4 separate regions of the Mus musculus genome follow, and all the other regions are linked to region 1. The links are chromatin contacts, called in public promoter capture Hi-C maps. All regions are on one chromosome and are shown on one strand. Each heading gives the region's core, a stretch centred on a gene start, on an enhancer-like site or on the middle of the called end of the contact. The rest is flanking DNA. Distances are from core to core; before and after follow the strand shown.

Region 1 (3,019 bases), core at 280-2,779:
ATGACGATTGGGCTAGGCACTGATCTATGAGTACAGCGGAATATCATTAGGAACCATTTGCGATTTTCTTTTTCTTATCAAAGGTCTCTGGGCTGTCCAGCCTCTGGTTCCTGGTCATGCTGTAGTATCAAGCATGGGCTTCCTTTTGTGGCGTGAGCTTCAGACTAGAGCAGTCACTGGTTGGCCACTCTCCCAAGATCTTTGCCTCCTTTGCCCCAGCACATTATTTCAGACAGGGTAGATTGTAGGTGAAAGGTTTGGGGGCTGGGTTGGTGTTCTGGTTCCTCCACTGAAGTTATATCCCAAGGCTAAGGATTACACCACAGATGTGTGGTTAAAATAGAAACACAGCGCTTTGGTTTTGTTTTGTTTTTAAAAGGAGGGAAATCCAGGAGTGGGCTCTTGAGCTGAAGGAAGACACCTCGCCCCCAAGCATCAGACCACACATGAGGTGCAGAACCCACGTCTCCCAGGTCTGTAGCGTCCTTTGTGAAGCCCGAGGAGGGGGGAGTGGGGGTAGTGCTCTACTCTTTGCAAACTGGCTGTCAACCTTGCTGTGTCAGTGCACTGCTCCTACTCCCCAGTTACATAAATACACCTTTAAAACAGAGTGGGGAGTAATCCTTACAAAGAGAAATGTATAGTCTACTTCCAGCAGGAAAAGGGAGGGCAAAGAGTTGTTTCTCTGTCTACTGCGTAAAGTAATCCTTATGCTTAAACGTCTTATCTGTACCCTGTCCAGTCCAGCTAGCATCGGCTGGCCTTTGAGGATCCTCTTGCCGCAAGCTCCCTTACTTATTTTTCGTTCTTTCTCTGTGATTAGATAGCCTGCTCCTTTAAAAAGACCGTTTTCCGTGAAGATCCACAAAAAGGGGCTAAGCAGGGAATTCTTCAAAGTTCCCTACCAGCTTTAAGGGCTACAGCTGTGGAGAAGAGACACACCACCATATTTTCTTAAATTAAAATTACATTCCCCAACAAACCAGCAGTAATACCACCATTTGCCCCCAGCCCGGAAAAAAACAGTAGCATTCTTTTCTACAAGACATATTCATATTTTAACTATTAAAAAAAATAGTTTTCTCTTATTTTATTCAGATACTGAGGAGCCTTGCCTGCAAAAAATTTGTAGATGATTTCATTTAACAATTCCAACTTTTAGCTCTTAAACTGCTGTTGAAAATGCTACTTTTGGGGGGGGGGTAATGGCAAGTAAATAAAAGCATCTCATTATAGCGACGTTCAAGGTCTCGCTATTGTATTGTACATTTTGCTCAGCCCGCCTATTTTGCAATCAGATCTGTGTTTCCAAAGCTCCACGCTAAAGCAAACACACGGGTTCTCAAGGGACAGCGGGCCAAGGAATGCTCTCTGGATCCCTGGCTCGCCCCTCCGAGCGTGGGACGGGAAGGGCCGCGCCGCAGGAAATAACCGAGGGCGGCCAGAGGTCGGAGCCCGAGCCCAGCACGGCCCCGGGGACCGCCCCGATCCGGGTATCCACGCCTCGCCGGGCCGGCCCCTTCCGGCTCCTCCTGAAGCGGCGGGTGCCGGGGATGCTGCGACTCGCGGGGCGTTGCGCCTCCGCAGGCCTGGCCGCCGCGGCCCGCGCCCCCGCCGTCCCGCGCGCCCCGGGCCCGCGCCTCCGTCTCTGCGCCGCGACCATGGAGCGCCCCGCCGTGGGTGAGAGCGCTCCGCCCTGCGCGCCCCGGGGCGGCCTCTGCCGTGGGGCGTGCTCGCCCGCCCCGCTCCGCCTCCCAGGCCGCCCGCAGCCCCACGCCCCTCGCGATCGACCCTCCCCCTACACCCTGGGCATCCCGGTCCAGCCCGGTAGTCCGGGCAGTTTGGTTGCATCCGTGGGTCTCCGTGCACCACTCCACTCCTCGAACCGAAAGGGGTGTACACACAAGTTGTTGTTTCTCTTACCTCTTCCTATCTTGTGACCCATGACCCAGAGTTTTGCAGCACATCCTTTCCTACTGTGTTGGGGAGGTTAACAAAATCAAGGGGGGAAAAAAAAAACTCCGTTTTATTTACCTAATTATTTTTTAAAATGGCAAATAGAAGCCTCTGAACACTGTCTTGTCTCATTTAGGGTTTTACTCGAGGCTTGGCAAGGCACACTTTAAAACGGGCGCCAATCTGCTGGCGCCCAGGATGTACTTCAGCTTGGGTCAACTTTCGTTGTATGCTGAACCTGGGTAGGAATTAGAGGTTGGACTCGGAGGGAAAGGGACTGGGAAGTAAGGGGAAAAAGGTGTTCTACAAGAACACCTACATGTATACAAAGCGTAAGAATATTAAAATAGGCAGTCCAAGCATGCTATGTAAATACTTTATATGTATGTAAATATAAATCAGGTGAATAATGTACATGCGTTTATAAATTTCATGTGAATGCAATTACTCGTATCACGTGAGGAGATGCCCAGAGTGTCCCTGCTTGAGATGTTTTTATAAGGTTACAGGAGTGTGGGTAATAGGCAGAAGGGAATAGGGTAATAGTTGGAAAGAGAGGACTCTTCTCACCTTTTTACACCGTGTGGCTTTGCAGTTTGGGATGCTGTTAGCGCATCGTTTCCCTATAGTGACAAAGCTTATGGCACTTGTCCAGTTTACTGGGTCCTTCCATTCATGTAGTGTCGATTTGTCAATTTCTCCTTAATAATTTGGATTGCTCCCTCTTCATGAGGCGCAAATGGAAGCACACTGGGTAAGTGGCCTGGTTGGCATGAAGTTTAAACATTTCTGGAGACCTACTCTGCTGTTTTACGTAGCTAGTCGAAGTAGATAGACCGTAATGAATGACAGGCCCATTCCATAGCTGTTTACAGTGCTGGGGAACCAGAAGAGAGTCTTGCCCAATGAAGGTGTGTTTTGTTGTTCAGATAGGAAACTTACTTTGTAGGACTTGGGCAGTCTGTCTGTCTGTCTGTCTGTCTTTTTTGTTTTCTGTTTGCTTGGCTTTGGTAGTGTTTGCTGAAGTGTCCCTGTGATCTGAGGATTTGAATGCATTTACTTT
Region 2 (3,019 bases), core at 252-2,751, 460 kb after region 1:
TTCCTATATAGAGACTACCCATAAGTTCTGTGATTCTAGAGAACCCTAACAAAATACCATATAATGCAAAAAACAGTGAAAACATAGTATCTTAGTCTATCAATGTGAAGAGACACTATGACCAAGGCAACTTTTATCAGAGAAAACATGTAAGTGTGGACTTAGGTATATTTTTGAAGGTTAGTCTATTATCATCTTGCCTGGGAGCACAGTACTGGAGAAGACAGTACTGGACAGTACTGGAGAAGTAGCTTTGGAGAGTTTTGCATCCTGATCCATAGGTAGGAATATATCTATCCATCCCTCTATCTATCTATCTATCTATCTATCTATCTATCTATCTATCTATCTATCTATCTACCTACCTATCTATCTATTTATTTCTCCATCTATCTACTGAGACTGAGAGAGAGGGGGGTGGGGGAAGAGGGGGAGGAGACAGTGGACTTTTGAAACTTCAAATCCCACCCTCAAGGGACACACTTTTTCCAACAAGACTACACCTCTTAATCCATCTGATTCCTAGAAATAGCGCCACTCTCTGGTGACTAAGCACTCAAATATATAAGCTTATGGGAGCCCTTCCTATCAAACCACCACACATACTATTTTGTCGTTTGCTTTAAAATAATTCTTAAACTGTAGACATTCTAAAATGTAAGATACACTCCTCTCATAATTAAAAAAATCTTTATAGTAGTTTCAGAATTTCTATTATAATCAAACACATTTTATTTTGTTTTAATTACTTAATGTATATTGTGTGTGTGTGTGTATGTTGGGGGCGGGGTGTGTGTGTGTGTATGAGTGCAGGGGGCCTTGGAGGACAGAGGAGGAAATCGGGTCCCCGGAGCTGGAACTGCTGAGCAGCCTGACAGAGGTGCTGAGATCTGAACTTTCTCTGCAGAAGCAAGCAAGAGCTCATGACTGCTGAGCTGTCTCTCCAGTCCTCCAGTCCTTTAATAAATGTACTAGCTTGCAACTGCAGCATGACATCTATATGGATGTACAAACTCCCTGTACAGGGCTTCTTGTCAGCCTTTGGAAGATTGAGATAGGAGGGCTTGGAAAACCACTCTGACTAACATGGTATATGATACTGCCAAACACACAAACAGAAACAAAACCCAGAAAGCAACCGAGCTGGGGTGGAGCTCAGCTGGTATGAAGCCATGGATTCAGTTCCCAGCAATTTGTAAATTGGGGGACACATGATGTAATCCTGGTGCTTAGGAGATAAGAAGTGACACAAGTTCTTTCCACAGACAAAAACAAAACAAATGAGTAGCTTTTTATAAGTGTGATTAATATTCTATTCTTGCTATCTACATATCCCGATTAGTATGCATTATTACTTCTAAAGCTGTAAAGAACTGCTGTCCACAATGTCCGAGAGAGAAATGGACTTTATTCTGTGGGCAACGCTGTTTGTTAACAAGGCTTTTCCCTCTTCAATTGACCAATCGCTACAGAGCTCTGCTTTTCTCCCGGATTTAAAAGTCAGTCACAGCTGGGGCAGGCAGGACAGTTCCTTTTTCCCTCCCCAGAGGGAAGAAAGAGCCTTATTTTCTGGCTAGACAGGTTTACACAGCTACGGGAACAATGGATTCCAGGCTAGCATTAGCCACAGAGGAGCCCATTAAGAAAGACAGTCTCAAGAAATACAAGATCCTTTGTGTGGTAAGCAAAACTGTTCATTTTAGTCTTACAAGCTTGGTGGCAGATTGAAGTGCCTGCCTTCCCACTTAGGCTTGCTTGTGTCGCTATTAAGTCAGAATGTGAAGTAATTGTGTCCAGCATTAGGTTTGTTTGTGTTGCAATTTAGGTTAGAATGCTAAGTTATTGTGTCCAGCATTTCTGACAGAAATCTGAGACCGTGCTGGACTGATTTTGTTTTCCACGTGTTTATAATTAGAGCGCAAGCAATTTTTGACTGGTACGAATACTGTACGAGCAAGAATTTAGCAACTGAAATCACTTGACACATACGTCTTAAGGATCTGTTGATCTTTATCAACATTTCATTCTGTTTATTTACCATGTGGAGATTACTTCTTTTGCTTCCTTCCTCACTTTGCTCTGTTCCCCCCCCCCATATGAATTAAGTGCTCCTTTAGAGACTAATCCACCCCCCTCCCCTGTTTCCTATCTGAATGTCCCTAACAATACATGAATGTTGTTGAGGGTTTTATCTTTTTCTTTCTTTTTTAAAACGTTCTCTCCCCCTGCTTCCTGGATAATCTTGAAACGCTCGTTTCCAAGACATACTTGCTTTTTGACGGACTTATCTTTATCTTCATTGAATGTTACTCAAGACCTCACTCTACATCCTTCTTACCCAGTGATCTTTTCTTTAGGCAATCTGTGTGTTCCCCTGAGATGTTAAATGATACCTTCCCCCAACCCAAGCCACCATCATCTCCGACTTCTTTTTGGATGTCTCCTGCCTGACTACTCACCCAGCACCTCCAGCCAAAACCAAATGCAGTATTTTTTTTCACATCTGGCTGGCTGCAGCTGCTCTCAGATTCCTCGGGCTAACATATGTCAGCTCTCCTTTCTGTTTCCCAAGAAAGGTCAAGCAGTTTGTAGCTATGACCCGTGAGGACAACAAATCCTCAGTAGCTCCTCAGAGTTTATCTTTCCAGGACTTACACAGCCCTCCTTGCGGCTTTCTTGCCCTTACCTTTGTCTTAGTTTGTCACTCAAGGAATCAAACCCCTTGGGAGCTAAATCTGGGTCCTAAATGTATTTTTAGATTGTTCTTTTCTTTTTCTTCCTGAGGCACCTGTGGGCAGGCACACAGGCTCAGGTTTCTTTCCCCAGGACACTTCCTACTCTTTCTCTAGAGACACTGGGTTTCAATGGGGCCTGGGGCTTGTGGATTAGCATAATTATGCTGGCCCTGGAGCCTTGAGGATGCTCCTGGGCCTTCTGCAGCTGTGCAAATGGACAGGCCCCACCCTGATGATCTGGGTCCTTGTGTTTATAATGTAAACACTGAACTGAAGGAGGGTAG
Region 3 (3,019 bases), core at 282-2,781, 370 kb after region 1:
AAAGCAAACAAAAATGTAGAGGTGCACATTTGGGATCTGGGAGCAGGTAAAACTTAAATTCCTAGCTAGCTTCAAATATATAGGAAAATTCTATCTTACATAAATCAATTTTTTAAAAAAATCTATAACCGTATATCAGAAAAACATAGTAAGATGAAAAATATATTTGAAAAGGAGGTATCAAAATGGTCCTGAGGGACTTTGGCTTCTTGATTTATTCATTCAATAAATGCAATACATTTATTCAATCAATAAGTCAATGTTTATTTTGTACTGAACGATTCTATGTACTGATGGTAGAGGGAACAGAATCTTTCTTGAGGTATTAAAATTCTGGGTGCTTTTTGTCCTCACAAGGTTAAAGAAATTTACTTCTGACATGTGGGTTTTCTTTTTAAAATTATAATCATGTAACTTTGTAACTGGGAGAATACTTGGTTGTGTTTCTTCTAAATTAATACTTTTAAAAATATTTCTTTAGTGTTGGGGGTGGCTTTACACAGGGACCGGACCACATCACCCACGTGGAGGTCAGAGATCAACTTGGAGGAGTTGACTCTTTCCTTGCACCAAATGGGTTCTTCGGGTCAAACTCGGGTCATCGGGCTTGGTGTTACCGGCTGGCCTCTCTCATCTGCCCTAGATCTCAGGGGGCCCTGCTGACACTCTGCTGGTGTGTAGATTAGAATCGCGGCAGCTCGGCGGGTGCAGAATGCCCATTGCTCCGTTTCGATTCTTCTGCAACCTGTATGTGACTAGCAACCTCACCAAGCTGCAGTCTCTTCCTGGGCAAAACAGCATAAGAATGATTCTCAGTCTGAAGTTAGTTTAAAGAGGAAACAGGAAGCGAAAGAACATTAACTAGAATAGCACTTGGCACACGACAAAGACAACTCATATTAGCTAGTTTGCTTTCCCTATCTTGGGATATCATGATTCCAAAAATGAGATTTTCCTGGAGACTGTATTTCAAAAATAGAACTGCTTTGGGTTGTCAGGGAAATAAATGATGCCTTCCTGTAAATAATAATAATAATAACAACAACAACAATATAAAACAAAAACCAGCCCCATGCTTTCCTAGACAGTGTAACCTGGTGACACATGAAATGTGTCTCACTTTCCCCAGAACTTGAAGCCTTGACTCAGGATGCTCAACAGGAGGGAAGTAAGAGACACCCCCCCCACCCCCTCACCCCCCCCCCCCACTTGCTGTTTTAGCCTCACCTTGCAAGTCCCCAGTGGACTTAAATCCTGGAAAAGGTGAGCACCCTGCCCTGAGGTGCCCAGGCCGGAAGCCTAGCACTTCACATGAGGTTATGAAATCACACATAATTGTCAATTGTCTGAGGAGAGATTAATGTCATCCAGCTGGCTTTTTCAAAAGGGTGTGAACTGGACGGATGAATAATGCTCAGAGGGAAGAATGGTAGTTCCTCTGATGGGGAGGTTCTGTTGACTCTGTCATTCTTCCATTCGGTGGGCGGAGCCAGTTGTTGGATAAACAGATCCAACCTGATTATAAGGGGGGAAAAAGATGTGCCCTCTGTCTTTTAGGGTTACGGCCGGTGGAGAGGAGCTGGACAGCCCGAGCACATGCAGCAGCAGCAGCCGCTGGAACCCAGAGAGAGCATGAGCTCCAAGCCAAAGTCCTTAGAGATTATCGGAGCGCCTTTCTCAAAAGGACAGGTGAGTTTGGCTTTGAATGACTGGAATTTATTGGGAAGTGTTACATTTTAACACTTGCCAGGCATCGTGGTCTAGCTGCAAGCTGGAAATGTTACATTCTTAACACTTAACAGGCGTTGCCTTGGGGCTACAAGCTTCCCAGCACCATCTGGGCTCCAGGTGCTAGAGCTCAAGTCTCTTCACCACTGTGTGGCATAGTATGCTTGCCGACTTTTGGATCCTGCCAAAGTCCATTTCAAGACAAAGAGTCACTACAAAGCTTGAAGAAAAACCCTCTGGATGTAGATCACCTGTGTCTGGGCTGCAGTTTCTCTCATAGTTACGGTGGCTCTTGGTGCTTTTGATGTTTTCTGAGTATGGAGTGAGAGATTGTAAGAAAACACATTAGTCTGGTTACGTAATTCATGCTTAGAAAAATGTAATGGGTGGTGGTAGGTAGCCTTTAGGCTTGTTTTAATTTGGATAACTTAAATAATAGAGCTTTTGCAAGTTTGCGAAGAATTCATGGTATTTTGAGCTTAATGATTTTGAGTATTAGTTGGGGGGGGGAGATGGGGGGGGAGGTGGGGGGTTTACATCTCTCTTTAAGGAGAACAAATAAAACAATACATCAGGTCTGCACGACTAATGGATCCATAAATCTCTGCCTAGCCCGCCTAAGTGACTCACGCATGTCAGCACTGCCTAAATGCGCTCCTCATTCCCCGTCTGCGTGGATACGCTCAGGCTGCTAATTAGAATGAGATAGCAGGATGCCTTAGGCTCCAACTCTCTGTGTTTAAAAAGGACGGGGGGAATCCAAGCCAAGCAAGGTGGTGTGTGACTCCTGGGTCCTTTTGTTTTACGTGGGGTCTTTCTCTTGGCTTTTAGACTCAGGCAGCCTTTAGCCTTTTAAACTGTGGAACCTAAAGATATAATCTGCCCCCCGCCCCCCCCCACACACACACCCTCTTCACTATACAAATTGTGGAAGGTTGGAGACCCAGACTGTATTTGGTATCAGTAATAGCATTTCACCTTCTATGGAAAAATCTCCACAGAGCTCTCCCAGAACACTAGAATATGGGGGTATTTTGTTGATTCATGATGCCTTTAAAACCACAATATGGCCGGGCGTGGTGGCGCACGCCTTTAATCCTAGCACTCGGGAGGCAGAGGCAGGTGGATCTCTGAGTTCGAGGCCAGCCTGGTCTACAAAGTGAGTTCCAGGATACCCAGGGCTATACAGAGAAACCCTGTCTCGAAAAACCAAAACAAACAAACAAACAAAAAATCACAATATGGGTCTGGATAAGTGGCTCAGTGGTTAAGAGCACTTGCTCCTCTTTGA
Region 4 (3,019 bases), core at 218-2,717, 350 kb after region 1:
CTTGAATTTCATGCGTTTGGCAAGTTGTATCTTATATCTTGGGTATCCTAAGTTTCTGGGCTAATATCCACTTATCAGTGAGTACATATTGTGCGAGTTCCTTTGTGATTGGGTTACTTCACTCAGGATGATACCCTCCAGGTCCAACCATTTGCCTAGGAATTTCATAAATTCATTTTTTTAATAGCTGAGTAGTATTCCATTGTGTAAATGTACCACATTTTCTGTATCCATTCCTCTGTTGAGGGGCATCTGGGTTCTTTCCAGCTTCTGGCTATTATAAACAAGGCTGCTATGAACATAGTGGAGCATGTGTCCTTCTTACTGGTTGGGACATCTTCTGGATATATGCCCAAGCGACCTAAATGTTCTTTTGAAAAGGTAATGACTCGACAATACTATAATTAGCGAGTGAGGATAAGAATGAAACTCCTGACCTTGGTTCCTTTGTAATAAATTAACTATGACCCACCCTTGGTATTTCCTTCACATTTCTTTATCCTCACCCTTCTGCTGAAAAATGATAAAAATACACCAGGGGTTTTGAGTTCCGTAACTTGCTTCGTGCATGAGGATGGCTGCTGAAAACATGAAGGAGCTTTGGCCCTCTGCCCACAGGCCTTAGCCAGGCTCCTCGTGTCTTCCTTGATTGGCTGCCAAGGTGGCCACGCAGTGGACTGCTCTCAAGAGAGGAGCTGTGCAGAAAGGAGTTGTGCTCTTAAAAATGATATTTAAAAGTATAAATCTCCCTCATTTCGGCCTTTAAAGCAAGACCTCTGTGCCCTAAGCTAGATAATTGAGAAATTTGCTTGGCTGGTTTCATAATTAGAAGCTAAAAGCAAATCTCACAGACTAGTGAGGTTGTGAAGCCTGGAGGATGCCATAGGAAGGGGTTTGGGCTTTCCTCTCACTTGTAAAGGAGATGGAGCCAGTGTGCTGGTGGACTGTCCTTTAGACATGTGGGAGGACAGGAGAGACCTTTGTAACCTGTATGCCCAGGGCCAGAGCAGAGAGGATCGTCAAGAGATTAAAGAGAGATGGCAACATCTCCTGATCCACCGTATTTGTCGTGGTTCACTAGGCCCTTCCGGGATGGACAGAGCTTTGTGACACTTCCGCTCTTCGCTATCATCATCATCCCTATAGTGAAAAGTCAGGTCCAAGCCTCACCAGCACTGAAAGTAAGTGTGTGCCCAGTTAGGCTTCTGGAAAGACCAGTCATAACTGCCCAGTCAGCATCAACGCAGAGCAGTGTTGTGGGCAAATCTAGATGCCTTGGGGGAGGCAGAGCACAAGGAACTCCCTGCCCTACGAGAAGGGAATCTGCCACCCATGGCACCTTATACTAGATATTACACAAATGGCTACTCCTGAAGTGTTACGGTCTAACACGTATGCCTCTCGGCTCTGATCCTCTGCGCTCAGCGTCAAAGGTGGAAAAGTCAAACAGCACTAGATGTTCCAAATCTGTTTGCTTTTCTTTCCCAAGAGAATCACCTTGCACTTCCCTGGGCAGTTTCACCGTGTAGGACAGTAAACCATAGCCCGATCCAACAAAGTTCCTGGCAAATGACATTCTAGAACTGAAGTTAATAACCGTTAGGGCCAGCCAGGGTTTCTGACTTCATCTAGTGGGTCAAAGATTCCAGCATGCTTGTTCATGCCTCCTTGTCTTTTCCCACACTCAAGTTCATGACAGACTTGTGATGATTGATGGAGTGCTGAGGCTTATACTACACTCATATAAATGAGCACAGCTTCAGGCCAAGCAGGGACTTTCTGTGTGAATGAGTCTTACTATCTGATCTTGGGAGTGGATATTTTATTAATTGTTCCTTGATGGGGACCTACCCTTCTCTACTGGGGAAAACAGAAGTTGCTGAACACACAATGATTAATATTTTGATATGCTCCCTTCTGTTTTTCCCTACAGTTCTTATACTTTAACATAATTGGAAATATTATCACAATAAGACCCACGTGAGAAGTAGGTGCATTCTATATGCATTATTCATGGTCTCCATCACCCAGGAAGAGCTGGCCTAGTTTCTCTCTTCCATAGGGACAGCTCGGGTTCAGTTTGACTGTTAGCAACTGTGGCAGGTAGTATTTTTCACACACACACAAACCCACACACACACAACCCTGATTTAGTGAGAAGGTAGAATTGTCTCTTGAGAACTGATTGGTAAGAAATGAGCCATCTGTTTGGGAAAGCTGACATTCAAAGATGAATCTCAAAGGAACATGTGATGTGATCAAGTCGAGTCCTTGCACTGCACTTCCTTGTACTACACTTTGCTTGACTTTTAGCCCAGTAGGAAACGGCACCTCTTCTCACTAAAGATCTGGATGAGGATGGGCAGTTACAATGCCAGCCCTATCCAGTGATTCTCCATTTCCACCTGCACCAGAGCCTTTGGGGAAGTTTGGGAAATCACAGAATCAAGTCTTCTTGGGTAGAGAAGAGTCATTGCATAGCAAGACTTTTAAACTGGTACATGAGGCAGTTTGTTACAGGTGGACCACAAGCCCAACTCTGAGAAACGCTGGTGAGTTACAGTCTTAGCGCTCCATTCAGTGAGCATTGCTGAGTGCCAGGACTGAAAAACAGCATCAGCAGTACAGGAGGCAGGAGCACACAGCACTAACATGCAGGACACGGGAGCACACAGCACTAACATGCAGGACACGGGAGCACACAGCACTAACATGCAGGACACAGGAGCACAGTGCTAACAGAGCAATACCAGTTTGTGTTTGTTCAGCACTGAACAGTTTTCACAGTTTCTTCCCATGTTTTATCTCTGTATGAACTATGTGAGAGAGACAAGAGAGGGAATGACATTTCCATTTCCTGTAAAAAGGGGAAGAGGGAGAGAGAGAGAGCAAGCTTAAGTTCCTCCAGTTGCTACATCTGCTAGATGACGAACATGGATTGTTTGGAAGCTCCTGCTGGAAGGAGGGAAGCTATTACACGTACACAGATGTCTTGAGAAACACTGGTTTAAAGCTATAC

Evidence for each region. Promoter capture Hi-C pulls out the DNA fragments that hold promoters and counts their contacts.
Region 2: a promoter capture Hi-C map of stem cell-derived epiblast-like cells shows a contact between it and region 1, with 3 times the contacts expected there. The contact joins the promoter of Enpp3 here to the promoter of Akap7 in region 1. A contact is called at or near these places in 8 of 39 promoter capture datasets (cranial neural crest, fetal liver, hematopoietic stem and progenitor cells and 4 more).
Region 3: a contact with region 1 is called in a promoter capture Hi-C map of liver, with 2.3 times the contacts expected there. The contact joins the promoter of Arg1 here to the promoter of Akap7 in region 1. A contact is called at or near these places in 5 of 39 promoter capture datasets (the 3T3-L1 cell line, hippocampal neurons, liver and 1 more), 2 of 115 datasets of contacts at active chromatin or transcription factors (bone marrow-derived macrophages and stem cell-derived neural progenitor cells) and 2 of 9 other capture datasets (adipose tissue and liver).
Region 4: a contact with region 1 is called in a promoter capture Hi-C map of liver, with 2.0 times the contacts expected there. The contact joins the enhancer-like site here to the promoter of Akap7 in region 1. A contact is called at or near these places in 10 of 39 promoter capture datasets (the 3T3-L1 cell line, 3T3-L1-derived adipocytes, the HPC-7 cell line and 6 more), 3 of 115 datasets of contacts at active chromatin or transcription factors (embryonic stem cells and large pre-B cells) and 1 of 9 other capture datasets (adipose tissue).

The regions. Positions count from the first base shown.
Region 1 is chr10:25,295,589-25,298,607 of GRCm38.p6, reverse strand. It overlaps Akap7 (A kinase (PRKA) anchor protein 7), which reads left to right and starts at 1,529. Exons shown (of 8, transcript NM_001379238.1): 1 at 1,529-1,680.
Region 2 is chr10:24,834,677-24,837,695 of GRCm38.p6, reverse strand. Enpp3 (ectonucleotide pyrophosphatase/phosphodiesterase 3) reads left to right here and starts at 1,501. Exons shown (of 25, transcript NM_134005.2): 1 at 1,501-1,680. The coding sequence starts at 1,603.
Region 3 is chr10:24,925,982-24,929,000 of GRCm38.p6, reverse strand. It overlaps Arg1 (arginase, liver), which reads left to right and starts at 1,531. Exons shown (of 8, transcript NM_007482.3): 1 at 1,531-1,689. The coding sequence starts at 1,633. It overlaps Gm40616 (a long non-coding RNA gene), which reads right to left. Exons shown (of 4, transcript XR_001779741.2): 3 at 1,228-2,039.
Region 4 is chr10:24,950,284-24,953,302 of GRCm38.p6, reverse strand. All of the region lies in intron 2 of Gm36228 (a long non-coding RNA gene), which reads left to right. Among named protein-coding and RNA genes, the nearest start is that of Gm36228, 8.1 kb to the left of the region's middle. Within about 2 kb of position 1,467, at least 12 of the 459 cell types and tissues checked have an H3K27ac peak or open chromatin away from gene starts, as enhancers often do. A contact at or near this core is called in liver, where this site is marked.